Regions from separate parts of the Rattus norvegicus genome. Here all the other regions are linked to region 3. Evidence: chromatin contacts called from public Hi-C data. All regions are on one chromosome and are shown on one strand. Each heading gives the region's core, a stretch centred on a gene start, on an enhancer-like site or on the middle of the called end of the contact. The rest is flanking DNA. Distances are from core to core; before and after follow the strand shown. Region 1 has its middle 25 kb from the start of Msrb2. Region 2 has its middle 8.5 kb from the start of Spag6. Region 3 holds the start of Pip4k2a (phosphatidylinositol-5-phosphate 4-kinase type 2 alpha).

The links. Hi-C and Micro-C count contacts between places; a contact is called where the count stands out from the background.
Region 1: a Hi-C map of Schwann cells shows a contact between it and region 3, with 4 times the contacts expected there. The contact joins the enhancer-like site here to the promoter of Pip4k2a in region 3. A contact is called at or near these places in 2 of 12 Hi-C or Micro-C datasets (Schwann cells and frontal cortex).
Region 2: a contact with region 3 is called in a Hi-C map of Schwann cells, with 2.6 times the contacts expected there. The contact joins the enhancer-like site here to the promoter of Pip4k2a in region 3. A contact is called at or near these places in 2 of 12 Hi-C or Micro-C datasets (Schwann cells and frontal cortex).

Annotation. Positions count from the first base shown.
Region 1 is chr17:86,856,406-86,859,637 of GRCr8, reverse strand. No RefSeq gene overlaps it. Among named protein-coding and RNA genes, the nearest start is that of Msrb2, 25 kb to the left of the region's middle. Within about 2 kb of position 1,572, at least 44 of the 93 cell types and tissues checked have an H3K27ac peak or open chromatin away from gene starts, as enhancers often do.
Region 2 is chr17:86,251,924-86,255,149 of GRCr8, reverse strand. No RefSeq gene overlaps it. Among named protein-coding and RNA genes, the nearest start is that of Spag6, 8.5 kb to the left of the region's middle. Within about 2 kb of position 1,614, at least 12 of the 93 cell types and tissues checked have an H3K27ac peak or open chromatin away from gene starts, as enhancers often do. A contact at or near this core is called in Schwann cells, where this site is marked.
Region 3 is chr17:86,574,782-86,578,268 of GRCr8, reverse strand. It overlaps Pip4k2a (phosphatidylinositol-5-phosphate 4-kinase type 2 alpha), which reads left to right and starts at 1,839. Exons shown (of 10, transcript NM_053926.2): 1 at 1,839-2,078. The coding sequence starts at 1,935.

The DNA of each region.
Region 1 (3,232 bases), core at 323-2,822, 280 kb before region 3:
TCCAATTGATAAGATGTAATTTGCTCATCTAGACATACAAAACCCTGTACACATCCATCCCTTAAGAATATTCTTAACAACCTGTAACTGTGCAGAGAGGAATCTTAACATCCACCTCCATGTTCTCCCGGTGGCTTCTTTCTCCTCCTGTTCCAGTCTCCTCCTCTTTCCTCAAACTTTTCTCCTGCCCATTCTTCCTTCTCATCCAATGACAGGCCTCCTTCTATCTTGTACCTGCCTTCACCTGTATGACATCATCCTACATTTCACAATGGCTCTATTTCTTTCTAGACAAACATGGAAAAAGTACCCTTTCTAGGGACATGCCAAAGTTCCCCTTAGTGTTTCTGCTGTCTCTGGGAAACCTAAGGTCCTCGGGTTAAATCGATTAGAGCAATTTAAGAATCAGTATGGATCAAAGAAGACCAAGGCATACCTCCTGCCTGCACGAACCTGTCAAAAACAAAGCGGTCACATAGTTATGACCCGCTATTCTGACTTGCACCGTTCATCAGGAAACTCAAGCCTGTATTTGTGGAAATACCATTCCTGCCTTACCCTGAACTCAAGCCTGAAGCCCAGGAGGTATCTTCCCAGTCTCTCACAAGCAGACAGATATTACTGAGGATGTTCTACTAGCTCGTGGATATGCTCACATCTGTAAAACCTGCCCTTACAGGGATGCATACATTACCGATACCAGGACATACTGCCTTTCCCCAGCACTGATGTTTGTGATGTTATGATGTTGCAGAGTTCTAGGTCATGGCAACCTGATGTTTGAAGTCATGAGTTAAAGCACGTGTTTGCACCCTGTTTCTGCTGGAACAACCTGCCATTTGGAGAGAATGAGGCAGGCAGGGCTCTGTGGCACAGGCTTGCAATCTCCCTAATCAAAGGTGGTGGCAGGATTGTGAGTTTGAGGCCAGCCTGGACTGTAGAGTGAGATCCTGTCAAAGAAGATCAGCAAAAGAGGGAGAGACGCTCAGAAGGAGAGAACGAGGAGGGGAAGGAGAGGAGAGGAAGGGATAGAGGAAGGAGAGGGGAGACGGAGAGCTGTCCAGCAATCATAGGATCCAGCATCTGCCTCTAGTCACTCTGGGACCTCCTGAGACAGCTTAACAGTCTGGCCACCCCCACCTCCCCAACCCCCATCCCCGCCCCCGAGAGGGAGTACTGTCAGGCTCAGAGTAGAGAAATCGTCTCACAAGTGTTCTGGCCTGAGCTCAGTCAATCCTCACTACTCCTCTTCTGTGCTTTGCCTCCCCACCCCCAACCTTTGTGCCACTGCCCCTCCATCCTGTTGCATCCTGATTTTGTTGCCCTGGTTTTGTGTCCGGGAATCTTCATGGGCCAGGTGAACCTCGCCGTGAAACGGCGGTGGCTCTGTGCATAAGGACTTCCTTCTCACGGCCATCCTTCTACTAAATACTGAAGAAGGAGAAATGGAAGGTTTCTGTGGTTTAAGCCAGGTTGTCATCTAAATCGGCTTCTCTCCTGGACAAAGCGGCCATTGTCTGCGGGAGTTGGCACGACGAGAAGCCACTAGAGGGAGCACAAAGCCTCGGAATAAATCCCTCATCTGTCCTGGAAGCTAAGGGGGCAGAATTGCCAACCCCAGTGCTGGAGGACTCTTAACTCCTCCAGACACACGAATGTTCTAGAAGCCCTTCAGGGATGTTTTCACGGCTGGACAAAGAGTAGCACTGCAGGTGCACAGAGGAGAAGTGGAGGAGGAGTGTGGAGTAGAAAGGAAATGATTGGCACGGGAGAAGGGATAAGAGAGACCAAAGGCAAGGAGAGAGGAGAGGCAGGGGCGGGTGGGAGGGACTGGTGGAGAGAAGACAGGAAAAGGAATGTTGCTTTTTATAGGGCCGAGAGACACGGAAGTCTGGTGTTTCTGTGGACCAGATGGTGTGGCAGGGGAAGGGACCAGGCTGCGCCTGCCTTCTCTGGGGGAGAAAGCTGGATGTCTCCCAGGTCTATGAAGTCTGAAGTATGGCATGAGCTGTCTGAATCTCTCAAGGGCTTTCCCAGCCTGTGTACCAGCCTGCAAACGTACACTTTCTTTGTTGTCGCTTTAAAGTCACAACTTGCCTTGACCATAAACATCCTCTTGGCAAACAAGGACTCGTTTGGACGTCAGCAGGCCGTGTGGCAAGGGAAGGTGGGCCTGGTAAAAATGGCGTCCAGTGGCTTCGGAATCAGACTTTATTACTGCTAAGTTTTATGATTTAAATCTTTGAGACAGTAGAAAAGGAAGTAAGTTGAAGGTGGTTTTGGCTTTTGTGTTTCCGTTTAAAAATATGTCAGCCCAACCAAAAATGGGTACTGGGTTGCAGGCTCTTCCTGTATTTTGGGTAGAGCTGTAAGCTCTACCGTTCAAGTGGCACGGGGAACCGAAATTATCTATGCGCAGAGGTGAAGTGACTCACCCAAAGACCCTTGGCAAGCAGCAAGGCTGCCTTCTAAGGCCAGGTCTTGCAACTACAGAGCTTTACTGAAAGTCATGTCTGTTCAGTGATAGAGTGGGAGCCCGAGTTTGAGTCTGTTTCCAAATACCTCTTTGTCATCCATACATGTAGTGATTAAATGTTTTGACATTAGGACCCCCGTATATTCTGTGTGTGTGTGTGTGTGTGTGTGTGTGTGTGTGTGTGTGTGTGTACCAAATTTCTCAGAAAAAAAGCCACACCCACATTGACTTTTCTACAAAGATGCATAACTGATTAGAAAGGGCTTCGGTGATTGGAGTATTGTGGGTCCTGAGGGAAATTATCTTGGACTACTTTGGTGCCCTAAACAGTCGATTTTTGCCTGTTCTGAAAACATCCTGTAACTATTAGGTAAATCATTTTTTAAATATGATCAGGTCTCTGGCTTCCACCCACTCAGAAGCCATGAGTCTCAGCGGACACCATTTGAAGCCTATAGCAGAAGCTCCCCACTTAACTGTAAGCACCTAACTCATAAAAAATGTCTTGAGTTATGACTTTCTTTGTTGTGCTACTATAAAAACCTTCATGAATTTGCCGTTGCAACATGGAATCTAAGGTAAACTAAATGTATGCTCCCAGGCCATGGCTACTCATATTTGTCTCCAAAATGAACTATCTCTACTCTTTGAGACAAGGGCTATGTTTTCTACGTGACAGCAAAGTGTGTCTCACAAGTGTGTGCGTATGCATGTGGATGGGAGGGTGGGTGGGATGTGTGCGCTGAGATCTGCATC
Region 2 (3,226 bases), core at 365-2,864, 320 kb after region 3:
CAGGTGTTTTAAAATGCAACCACCATGTTTGAAATATAATTAAGTTAAAATATGTGTAGATGAGGGTATCTGGTTAATGCTTTTAACTGAGACAGATGCTGAGTTTTTTTGGCGAGTTTATTAAAGATATTCAAGTTTGTGCCATTAATAATAAGTTTTTGTTTTCTACTAAAGTGAGTTGATTTGCTCTGGAAATCTGACAAGTATTTGTTGTTATAAAATGGATTCCTGAGCATACAGAGGTAAGTGTGAGAAGTGCTTGTCCCCCACAGGAGTTCTGAACTTAGTCTCACCTTTGCGATTTAGGTGAAACTTCAATCCACAAAACCATTCAGATAAAAGTGTTAGCTACTTAAGGCCAGGGCAAGTATTAAGAACCAAAGAAATTTGGCTATGTATATTATAATGTAAAACACTTTGCAGCATACTTTAAAGGTCTCTCCTCAGTAATACCTGTGTGAAACACTAAGATTGTTTTGAAAAGTTGCGTCTTAGCAACAACAACCACACACACACACACACACACACACACACACACACACACACACCTGGGGTGGGAGTGAAACTTTATGCAACCCCTGAGTCTTCACTGATTAAAGCTGCTATGTGGTTCATCAAATGAAATCGAGTGGAGGTGAGGTGCTCTATCCATTTAATAAATAACAAGAACCAAGAACCTGCCTGCAGTGTTTGAGTCAGTGCAAGTAATTAAATATTTGTGATGCACAAAGAAGGAAAACCATAAGTGTATTTATGCCTCTAGGAGAGCCATCCCTTACCAAGAGCAAGTACCCTGAGGTCTGCCTGGTGTCAGCTTTGCTAGAAAGGTACCGACCATCTTGCTGTCGCATTATTTGACACCCTCCTTGTTCCAATTTACTGGTTTTTGAAAGGGGATTTTGACTTAAATCGGAGAAGAGGGAACCTATACCTATACCTTGTGCTCAGGAAAACGCCCGCAACTCCAAGAAAGTGTGGGTTCCGCCCTGGCCCTGCTGCCGCCTTGTAGGTCGCCAGCCGCCCCTATTGTCTGCCATGGGGGCAGGGCTAAGCCCCAGACTCTGGCTTTCGAGCCCAGCCTAGGGTACTGGAGGGTGAGGCCAGGGTCCCGGAGAGAGCTGTCACGGAAGGCCACCCCCAGATTCAAATGCTCAATCCCGAAGACGTCCGAGGAGGCGGAGGTCCCCGCGGCCGTGGCGATGGCCCGGGCTGCGAATCGCTGTCGTGTGGTTGCTAGTGGCAACCGAGCCTCCGCAGAGCGCAGCCTGCAGCCTCGGGAGGAAGGTGGCGAGGGAAGCGGCTTCGCCGCGGCAGGCGCTCAGCCCTGGCCGCCCACGGGATGGTCGCCCTCGCCAGTTCCCTGAGGCCCTCCGCCCCTGTTACCGCAGCTGTGCTCGGCGAGGAGCCGGAGGCCTCTGCGCTCGGCGGCCGCGCGGTCTCGCAAGCGTCAAAAAATCCCCGCGCCTTCCGTGAAAGCAACATGGCAGCCCGGACTGCAACCCCTCAAACACCGGGAACGCCAGCGGATCGCGCCCGCCCCCGGGTGTCCTGTCCGTGCTGCCCCCCGCCCGCAGTCCACCGTGCCTAGAGTGGCTCAAGAATCGCCCTTTGTTCTCCGCCGGGTGGCCGACTCTCGCTCCTGGGGTCTGAATGGCGACCCCGTGACGCCTCCACGGGGGTTGGGGGTGGGGATCGGCCGCTGCACGCAAAGTCCCGTGTCCTTCGCGGGCTGCCACTGGCCAGGTGGCTTCAGTCCCCGCAGGTTTAGGTTCCCATTTCCCTATCTCACACCTCGGAGGTGTGAGGCAAGGACCCGTGAGGGGACCGCGGGGATCTAGACACGCTCCTCAGCAACAGAGAAATAAGACCCTCGGCAGTGAGAAAGGATGGCTGGGCTCCATTCTCTGTCACACGGGCCCCTGGGTAGAAAGGTCCGAGGGACTGTCCCTACCAGGCCGGGTAAGGCAGTGCCTCTCCCCGAGAAGAGGAAAACCAGGGGGAGAACTTGCATTCGCTTAAATGGGGGGGAGGGGTGTTAAGGACAAGCCACGTGGGAGAGCCAGTTGTGACGTCCTACACAGCGTGCTACAGACACGCCGAAATCCGTCCCCAAATGGCGGTTTCTGCAGCCGGCTGCAAAGATGAGGGGGATCGGCCTGCACGCATTGCCCCAGGCTAGCCACTTTCGCTTCCCCGGGATCAGAGAAGCGCTTGCGCCCTTGAGCCCTCGAGTCCCTGCGCCCCTGTCCCCGGCTCTACGACCCACGTAGAGGACAAGTGTCTCCTTGGACGATCCTTCGCAGAGAGCACGAGATGCCCTGCCTCTGTCACCCTCGCCCGCTCCACCCTGCCATCAGGGCGCCCACCCAGGAGATGGACGCGCTCAAAGCGAGCAAGCCATCCTCCAGGTCCTGGTCACCTGCGGGGACAATCTGTTAGTAACTTTGCTTCAAATCCATCCAACAAAACCCGGACTTCAAGCTCCAAGGACACCTCCTTGGAGAAGGGGCAATGGCTTTGCAACGACGGCGTGCAGAGAGGAGGGGACGAAGGGGTGGTTTCATGCAGCGTTGGGGTAAAGGGGTCCACCCGGGAGTCCGGTCCGCGCCCTGACGGCCGCGCGGTCCGCAGCTGTGGACAGCTTCAGAGAGAAGGCGGGGTCCCGAGGCTGCAGCGCCGCGGCTCTGGACGCCGGTCGCCCCCGAGCTCCGGTTCGGCAAGCCCTCAGGGTCCACCGGCCTCCGGAGCCGGGCCCGGCCTGAGGAGCTCGCATTCAAATTTGGCGGGAGCGGCGTCCTCGGAGTTGGGGGCGGCGCGAGGCGAGCGGCGCACGCGCAAAATGGCCTCCCGGGTCTTCGCGGCCTGCGCTCGTTTGCCGGCTCGTGTGAGGGGAGAGGCGGAGCGCGGCCGGGCTCGAACCCAGAGCTTGCTCTGCGGCTCAAGGACAAGACCGAAGAAAGGGACGGACTGAGGGATGCTGCCTCTAACCTGCCCCTGACCTGGAACGCGGCGCTGGCTTCTCAACGAAGCCGTTTCCTCAGGCATCCCACGCCTCTCCTCGGAACTGCAGGCTCCTTTTTTGGACCCGTGTGACAATCCGGACAATCGCTCTGGTCCCCGGCTTTATTTTCTGCAACTGGTTTGCTTCTGTTGAAATATCTTCCCCTGTTTCTCGGTCCTTTTGACGGAAGACTGCCGCAACCTCTTGATTGCTTCCCAGTCCCAA
Region 3 (3,487 bases), core at 590-3,089:
TACATTACAGCTATTGTGAACAAATAAAGAGCTACAGAGGCATTGAAGTGGAAGGATTCATTTCCACCAGGAGGTAAGAGGTAATTGTTTTCAAGGACAGGGGCTGGTACAGGTTTCTGTGGAGTGGTGATGAGAGCAATAATCGATGATGTGAAACTCTTGAGTCTGGGTCAATGAGAATTTGTTAAATAAATGAACTCCTAACTGGGTCAAGAGCAATCTGAATGCTATTTCCAATACAGCAAGAGAAGTGAAACAACTTGTGGGCTGTGTAGGATGTTGAATTTGGTTGTAGGTTCTTGTGCAAGGGTGCCTGTGGACAAGCTATGCAGACTGGTTCAGACATGCTCTTTTCTGAGGTCAGGCCAGAGTTTATGGGTTATCAGCAAGGTAAGGACTGTACACCCCCTCCTCCTGACAGGGTTTCATGTATACCTGGCTTGCCTCGAACAAACTATCTGAGGATAATCTTGAACTTCTGATCCTCTAGCCTTGCCTCCTGAGTGTCAGGATTACAGGTCTGCAACATCGTGTACTTTTATCTACTGCTGGTTTTGAGTCCAATGATCTATAGAAGGTCCCTAAAGTGACCTTTGCGTCAGACTATACCTATTCACACAAGTAACTTCAGTCTCCGGTTAAACGATGTGGTCAACTACCGGAACTGTGGGCCAAGTCTACAACTCCACAACATTAATTTAGGCTGTTTTTGATACTGGCCTCATCCCGTTAGCCATCAACAATGGCGATGGTTGGTACCAGAAGCAAGGTATCATTTGGGGGGGGGGGGATAGTATCAACAAGTTAGAACGACCAAAGGGAAGGAGGGGGCAACCGTGTTGAAAGGTCAAATGAAGAAGAGTAAAGAAAGGTCTCACAGGATCTGCCCCCTCTCTTTGTTCCTGCTGGTATTCTTTGTCTTCTTGAAAGATCTAAGCAGGATTGTAGACTTGGAACAACTAATGCGAGCATAAGGAGGGCTAATTTTCAGTGTGGAGTGGTGAAAGAGAAAACATTTTCAAGTTAGAAGGTGTGTCCTGGATACGAGAAGGAAGGGGTGGTCTGCAAAAGGGTTGATGGGTTCCAAGCACACGGTCCAGTTTGGGGCATAGCTGACTAAAGCGGGGGTTTCAGTGAGGAATCCCAGGGTAGGCTGGGAATAACACTCTAGTATTCGACAGCGTGGGAAGGCCGAAGAAGAACCCAAAAGGCATAAGGTTAGGAAGTTCAAGGCAGTTCAAGGCAGGGACTCTCTGGCAGACAGTTGGACAAAGAGGAGCCAAGGTCCTTTCCCTAGATGTTGGGAAAGCCCGCGTCCCGATGAAGCGCTCCGGGTCCCAAGAACTCTCCAGGCCCTTGGCACGGGAAGCCGAGGTTCCGGGACATTCCTGCCTGTCCCATGCATCTGGGGGCTCCCTCCTCGGAGCTCCCTTGCCTTCGTTCCCTTTCCTTGATCCTCCCCGGGTGCGTGAAAGGCATGCTCGCGCGAGTCACCGCACTCCCCAGCAGCCTCTGCAGAGCGCCAGGGGTGTGCTCGCCTTGCACGGGTGGCGGAGCGCAGAGAACAGCTTAACGGTCCGGCATCCGCATCCGCACCCGCCCCGCCCGTCGGCGCCGCTGCCCCGCCCGCCTCTGCGTCATGACGCCGGCGCCCAACGCGGAAGCCGCTGGCCGCCTGGACCAGCGGCGGGCAGTGCGCCGAGCGGCGACGGGCGGGAGCCGGGCGGGGGCGCGAGGCGAGCGCAGCTGCAGCCTAGGCGGCCGAGCGCGCGGAGCGGGCGGAGCGAGCGCCCAGGACCGAGCGCGGGCGGAGCGGGGCTGGAGCAGGCGCGCAGCGGCGGCCGCCCCGGGGGATGCGGCTGCCTCCCTAGGCTGGCGTGTAGGGAGGGCGGGTCCCCGGCCTCGGCGGCGCGGCGGTGGAGGGGACAGCGGCCATGGCGACCCCTAGCAACCTGGGGTCCTCCGTCCTGGCGAGCAAGACCAAGACGAAGAAGAAGCACTTCGTGGCTCAGAAAGTGAAGCTGTTCCGGGCCAGCGACCCGCTGCTCAGCGTGCTCATGTGGGGGGTCAACCACTCGGTAAGGCTCCTCTGCGGCGCGCTCCTCTTGCTCCTCGGGCTTAGCCTCCGGGCTCTGCTCCTCTGCTGCAGCGGTGGCAGGGCGGGGATCTCTAGCCGTTTGGCTCGGCCGGTCCCGGGCCCTCTGGCCACTCGCCTCTTGGGGTACCCCTATCCCCACGACATGCGTCTGCCTCTTGGGTTTCTCCGGCAGCGCTTGCGCTTCCTTTGGAACCCAGGGAGGGTGCGGGATGAGAAGCATTTGCTGTGCTGTGCTTCTGAGCCTCCCCGCGCCTGTCCTGCTCCGCATCCGTCCTCCTGCCGGTCGGTGCTCGCTGCCTGGGAAGTGGGAAGTTTGTGCGGGGACCGTCTCTGCCTCAGCTATCAGTCCCGGCGGGGAACTGCTCAGGGCCCAGTCCGAACGATCGCTCCACTAGTCTGGGCCCTCCTGTCCTGAGCTGGTGGGCAGGTGTACCTGTCCCTGTCAGGAAGCGTCCGGAGCTTCTAGGCGACAGGACTGGAGTAAACCAGAAGATTTTGGACGGCATCTTGAGAGCTTAGCTTCCTTTTTCCTTTAAAGGTAGCATTCTCAGACTCTAGGAGGATTTTTTTCTTTTCTTTTTGCAAAGAAAAAAAGAGGCAACGTAAATATGGCCCTGGCGCCCTTCGTCCCTTCCCGCATCGCCCAGTTGCTGTGCCCTTTCCAGACCTCCTGGCCGGGAGTCTTCATCCCTCCCTCCCCCTTGCTTCCCCCCTCCTTGGGGAACCAGGCAGAAGTCACCGACTGCGGAAGGGCGGCCTTGGTGGTGACAGCCGGAGGGGGGTCCCGGCAGGCGCGAGTTCGAGGTGGTCTAGAGTTAATTACATTCATTTGGAAGGTTGTTTAAAAGGCTGGGGAGGTTAGCTAGCGCACCGCCTGGGATGCTAGGAGGCGCGAGGCTGCGGACTCTGCGGACTGCGGTGTGGGGGGCTGAAATAGCCGCCCGCTGATCTGACAGCGAGAAAACTCCTGCAGCTTTAATCTACTTAGATGGGATCAGGAAACACGATAGGCGCAATTGGCTGAGCCATGAAAGTTTCAATGAGCTTGTGAATTTTGACCGTGACCTTACCCATTGCAGTCAGCCAGCTTCGGAGGCAGAGCGTGAGCCTGCTGCTCTGCTTTTGATTTCGGTGGATGCCCTGGTGTCCTTTTCAGCATAATAGAAGTGACAGAAAGCCAGCGTGGTTTGTGCACTCTCAAATTAACAGAGCTGTTTAAAATGGCTTAGTATCTTTTATTTATAGTTTTTTTTTCCCCCAAGCGGAGATGGAGAAAGGTGAAACAGTATGAAGATGATTGTGTTTACCTGGGACGATTTAAAGAGTTGAGAAATGGTTATTTTCTATTACTTTACTGCCGGATCGACCGAGGTTCATTTTACTGACATC